Linked DNA regions of Zea mays: region 2 is linked to region 1. The links are chromatin contacts, called in public Hi-C maps. All regions are on one chromosome and are shown on one strand. Each heading gives the region's core, a stretch centred on a gene start, on an enhancer-like site or on the middle of the called end of the contact. The rest is flanking DNA. Distances are from core to core; before and after follow the strand shown. Region 1 holds the start of LOC100502470. Region 2 holds the start of LOC103640678 (probable inactive serine/threonine-protein kinase bub1).

Region 1 (2,913 bases), core at 223-2,722:
GTCTGGCCCGGCCACATAAACACGAAAAAACGGGCCTAAACGGAAAGGGCAGAGAGTAGAGGATTTGGCTAAAGAAAACTTGAGATATTTTTTTACAAAGCGATGACGATGAAAACCAGAAAAAATGATGATTTATAGTAGTAAATAAATAAATAAATTTTAATTGATGATCAATCGGGCGCAACAAGCTCCTTCTAGCATAGCCATGTCATCTATAATATGATCTGTTCGGACTGCTGCCGCTGTAATCCATAAAAACAAAATATTGCATAAGTCGCAACAAGCCGCTTTGACGTAAGGAAACATCTGTTGATGTTACTCATACTTCAGGGATCCGAACACATCTGGATGATGTCATTGCATATATCTAAACATAAATATTAAACTCCTCTTGGAGTAATTAAATCAACAGATACATGTAATTAGCTATAGTATGTATTTTATATAGGAAGCGTGACTTAAACGGGGCAATTATCTGAGCCATCTGAGCATTAGTTTTTTATTCTCCAAAACGAGCCCTGTTCGGTTAATCCTCGTCCCTCCCCGTTCCCCGCTGCCGGATTGAGAGAGCCCTCCTCGTGGTTGCTCCCGTATCGCGTGGACGCTGGCTGGACGGCCGCCGTCTCCGTCTTGGTGGAGGCACTCTCGCGGTCGCGGGTAGGGCTGGACAAAATACTCGCGGCTCGTCGGCTCGCTCGGTTCGTGGCCAGCTCGGCTCAGCTCGGATCGGCTCGTTTGAATTTTTTCACGAGCTGAGCTGGCATCCTAGCTCGGTTCGTTAACGAGCCAGCTCGGTTTGTTAATGAGCCAGCTCGCGAGCTAAACGAGCTATCACATTTCAGCAAAACAAATCTATATACATATCATATATGTAACAATTGATGAATATGTTATATGTATGTGTGGTGTCTATAACCTATAAGTTAAACTAATGATTGATGAATTATGTCTATATATGAAATTGGTCTATGCGAATATAAGTGTGGGTTAAACTGCTGAACATGTGTATGAATAGTGAATTGATGAGTGATGAGTTGTGTTAATTTGGTGTTATATTGATGTGGTCTATGAAACTATGAGTATAATTACTATTTTCTGTTGTTAAATTAGTTTGAAATTAACTAGAAATTGATTATTATACACATATTATTTTTTCTGCTCTGGCTCGCGAGCTAAACGAGCCAGCTCGAGCTCGTAAACGAGCCGAGCCGAGCTGACTCTGTGGCTCGCTACCTTAACGAGCCGAGCCGAGCCAGCTCGTTAGCTTAACGAGCCAGCTCGAGCTCGAACGAGCCGAGCCGAGCTGGCTCGATATCCAGCCCTAGTACAGCCGTCCAGCGAAGCCTCTGCCGCGGCCGGTACTCCCCTGCAGAAGTGGGCCCCGCCGCGCAGCGTCACGAGAGAGGGGGTGGGGCGCTTGCCAGTAAATTGCGTAGGCGTAACGACGAATCCGGCACTCGCAACCACCGCATCCGTCCTCGTCTGGTCCGGTTGCCTACTCCCCTCCCACTGCCCCGCTGCTGCTGCCTCCCCGCGCAATGGCGCCGAGATCCCCGCGCTGAGCGAGCCTCCCGGGGGTCGACCTCCGAACCGGCGCTGCCGTCCCGCAGGTGAGCTCGTCTCTTCGCTGCTGCTCCTCGCTCTCCGCCCGGGGCGTCCCGGTGTTCGTGTTCCCAAACAAGCAGCAATCCCCGCCGGGTGCCATGTCGATTTACGCTATCCAGCTTGCTGCCTTGCTCACCTGCTTTCCTGAGTATCTGTGTTCATCAATTGCGAGTTATCCTTCCTTCGATTCCGACCTCCTCGGGTGGCTCCTGCCGTCCTGCGTGCATTCCCATTTTCAAACCAGCATGTTCACCGCTGCTTGGTGTGGGGGTTCGCCGCTAGTGGGGTCCAAGAGGCGCGCCATTCCTGTTCCAAATTCGCAGGCGGCGGCGACGTGCTGCGGAGCGGTCGAGCAGCCGAGCCGAGCAGCGTCCCGATGGCCTACTGACCGGCGGCCCAGATCCACACGGCGTCTCCCTCAGATCCGACCAAATTGTTAGAGGAAGGAGACGACAAACCTTCATTCTAATGGTTGGTTGCTCCAGGTGGTGTCCGGAAGGGCTTAGCAGTGAGTCACAGCATCAACCCCACTATTGGGGAGATGCACCCGGTTTTTTTTTTTTGAACAGGGGTAGTAGCATGGACACAGCTAAAATTAGGGTGTTTACTTTGACACATGCATGGATGTATAGGGGCATAGGTTATGCTTGCTGTTTCAAGCTCGCTACAGCGCTGTCCCTCTTCCACTTCGTTTACCATCAGACTACTAGCAGTGACCATATTTTGATGGTAACCGACAGCGTGCCTGAAAGTTTAAAATGGTGAATATATTGCCTATTTTCTTCACCATGCCATGAAGTGGGCTGATCTCTGTGTGGGTAGTGCATGCTTTTCCTCAACTTATGCGTCTGTACTTGCAGTGCACTTGAAGACCAGGCAGCTGTTCTCTACTCAAGGAAGAGATGGCCCATGTTTCGTTCAAAAGCAAAGATGTGGACAGCGGCATGTCCCGGTGGTCTGAATACCTAAGTGTTGAAGAGCCAATTCCTTCCGCAATGGCAACCTGGAGGAACATGAGCGCTGATGCGCCGCAAGGCTCTTCTGCTGGTAGCCACAAACATCTTCAGATGGAGCCGGTGGTTCAGCTGTCCAAGGTTGCGGAAGGCTTGCTGGCCAAAATGTACCGGCTGAACAGCATCCTGGACTATCCAGATCCAAACACGCACACATTCTCGGATGCATTTTGGAAAGCTGGTGTCTTTCCAAATTTCCCCAAAATTTGCATCACGATGTCAAAAAAATTTCCGGAACATCCTAACAAGCTGCAGCTAGAAAGGGTAAGGATTTAGTTTTCTTTGGCTGTTCACA
Region 2 (2,913 bases), core at 276-2,775, 440 kb before region 1:
TTATAGTTTTTTATCAACTAAATCAGAGAATGAGTTTGCAAAGGGAAGTTCTAGCTATGAATTGACAAGGAAAAACACGTATCTTTTTTTTGTGAAGATTGGTCAATAAGATTTTAATAGAGATATAAATGTCAAAGGTAACATTGGTTACAATAAGAGGTCTACCTTTGACTTGGTTCATAGATGTAGCACTAGACCCCACTTTCCTAGGCATTCTTTCCTGCAGCTAAAACACATGAATAGAGAAAGGGACGTCAACAAACCTAACACTGGCCATGATCTGAACTTAAGTAACAAATGAAATGAGAGTTGTACTTTATCTTTCTTCTTGTATGAATCCATGCGGAAACGAAACTGTTCATGTGCTTTGTGCAACTCCCCAATAGGCTCTGCAAGGCTATTAAAAACTTCAGTAAGATACCAGTGTTTCTCTCAAAGGAACTATAAAGTATAAACTGAGATCTATTTTAACATGAATGTTAGGTTGGCGGCGCATTCAGCTTGCACAACCGCAGCAGTTCTAGTAGCAGATGGTGGTATCCAGTTAAAAAAAAGAAGTGGGTGTGTTGGGATTGGGGGTATTAAATGCTTTAGCTTACTTCTGGATTCCCAAACGGTACATCTTCTCTGCATCATTGAATCTCCTGTGCTTCTCATAATACAGTGCATATGCCATATAGAACGAAGCCCTTTTGAGGCCTATTCCATTCCTCTCCATCGTCTTGAGCAATGGCTTTGCGTCCGTCACGTAGTCCATCTACAGGATTTAGAAACCTGGTAAGGTCATTTCTTATAGCAACAGGAAGGGCTCCAAAGCATGATTCACATCGAAAAGTTATCCAGCGAGGGTACTGTTCTAGTCCAGATTCTGGAAGACAACATTCACGCAAAGATGTGACGAGGTTCTACAGTATGATCTAGCTAATAGAAGCAGTATCTTGATATCGATACATATACGTCAGAGAAGCAATGGCTGACCAGCTGGATCCAGACGCGGAGGTACCGCGGGTCGTCGCGGTAGCGGGAGTTGTCCTGGAACTCCTGGGCGCACTTCTGGAGGAACCTGGGCAGCTTCTCCCGCAGCGTCGCTGGCGGCAGCGCCCTCTCCATCCTCCGCATCCCCCTAGCAGACAGAGGGCGGGCGGATCAAGCCATCGGTCATCCGTGGGGCGAAGAAGGAAGCGATGCGGCCGGAGACGCAGGGAACGGGTTTGGAAGGAAGAAAAAGCGGCGGGTGAGGGTGCCGTACCGGAGCCACGGGCGGAGGGGGTCGGAGCCGGAGTAGCACCGGATGTCGCCCACTACCGACGACAGGAGCCCCTTCTCATCCTCGGCGGCGGCCGCGGCCATCGGCGGATAGGATAGGAGTGAGTGATTGGCGGCCTGCCGACAAGACGAGCAGGAGCAACGGGGATTTGGGGTTGTCGGCGGGCTTCCTCCCGATTTCAAATTTCTCCTCTCTCATCAGTGGGGAGGAGGTGGGGCGTTACTCAAGACTCGAGAGAGGTGCTAGTGGGCCCCACCTGCAGGCTTCGCTGCACCCTTTGCTTCCAATTAGGGGTGAAAACGGTCGGAAACGATCACTAAAATCGTTACCGTTTTCATATTTTTATCGGAAACGAAATCGAAAGCGGTAACTTCGGAAACGAAAACGATATCGGTAATTCGGAAACATCGGAATCGAAAGTTCGGTACGAAAAATACATCGATACCGGTTGGAATCTTAAATACAATCGGTAACCATGTCAATATGAAAATATCTCAATATAACAAGTTCATAACACAACAAAGTTTACAAATATAAAAAAAGTCTACAAGTTCATAATTCACAATATAACAAGTTGATCACAAAGATCACAAGTTCACAATATAATAAGCTGACCACAAAGATCACAAGTTCATAATATAACAAGTTCAATTAAATGGATATTGCTTCTAGGTGCAAAACTAGAGATGAACTGACATGTCACATATATGATGATTGTAATAGAGCACCATAATTGTAATTTTAGTTGAACAGTCTGCTCCTCTAAAAATACGTATAAAAGCACTAAAAATACATATAAACTAACATATCACATGCATGCAGTATAATTTGTAACTTGCAATTATGAAGTAAAGTAGGTTCAATTAAAACATGTCGATACCGTTTCCGAGTCAAAATTCCGAGAACCGATACCGTTTCCGAAAAATACCGATACCAATGAATTCGGCAAAAAAAACCGGAAACGGTTTTCGAAATTCCGAAACCGTTTTCAACCCTAGTCCCAATCAAGCCCTGCACCTGGCAAGTGGCAACGGCAAAAGCACCGCCATCTGCCCGCCGGCTCCAAAGACGATGACAAGTAGAATCGCGTGCGATATGATGCAACCAAGAAAGGTGTTTGGCAACAAACTGGCCACGGTTTCAGGCTGCCAGCGACATTATTTCACTATCAGATAGCGGCAATATAGCTCGGACTGTTTATTAGTTTAATGTGGAGACCGCGACATTATTTCACTGAAACAAAGTTCCTTTATGTAAACTGTAAAGAAATCCCCCACACGCCTGCTCAAAATTACATTTCGAATGTCAGACGTCTCAGGCTCTCAGCCTGAGAGCATGCCCGTGAACAAATTGCACACATGACAAGGAGCGAAGCCCACCAGTGGGCAGTGGAGGGATTCCACTGGCACCGATCAAAGTATCAAACGCTCTGGTGCCTTGCAAAAATCAAGATGGTGTACTGGTGTGGATGCCGATCAACGATCAAGCCATCGTCTGGAACAGGTCTTGGAGATCGATTATGTCAGCAAGGACGCCGGCGGCAGTGGTGTCGTTGCCAGCTCCTGCGCCCTGGATCACCAGAGGGGAGCTCTGGTAACATCTGCTGTATATCTCGACCTGATGGCAGCACATAATTTTTTTTCTGT

What was found. Hi-C and Micro-C count contacts between places; a contact is called where the count stands out from the background.
Region 2: a Hi-C map of ear shows a contact between it and region 1, with 3 times the contacts expected there. The contact joins the promoter of LOC103640678 here to the promoter of LOC100502470 in region 1. A contact is called at or near these places in 3 of 25 Hi-C or Micro-C datasets (bundle sheath, ear and tassel).

The regions. Positions count from the first base shown.
Region 1 is chr10:1,548,155-1,551,067 of Zm-B73-REFERENCE-NAM-5.0, reverse strand. LOC100502470 reads left to right here and starts at 1,472. Exons shown (of 24, transcript NM_001348383.1): 1 at 1,472-1,610; 2 at 2,466-2,882. The coding sequence starts at 2,508.
Region 2 is chr10:1,992,304-1,995,216 of Zm-B73-REFERENCE-NAM-5.0, reverse strand. LOC103640678 (probable inactive serine/threonine-protein kinase bub1) reads right to left here and starts at 1,525. Exons shown (of 7, transcript XM_008664161.4): 1 at 1,250-1,525; 2 at 979-1,123; 3 at 600-757; 4 at 316-397; 5 at 166-226. The coding sequence starts at 1,350. It overlaps LOC100282632 (bifunctional aspartokinase/homoserine dehydrogenase), which reads right to left. Exons shown (of 12, transcript NM_001294267.1): 12 at 2,500-2,884. The coding sequence ends at 2,750.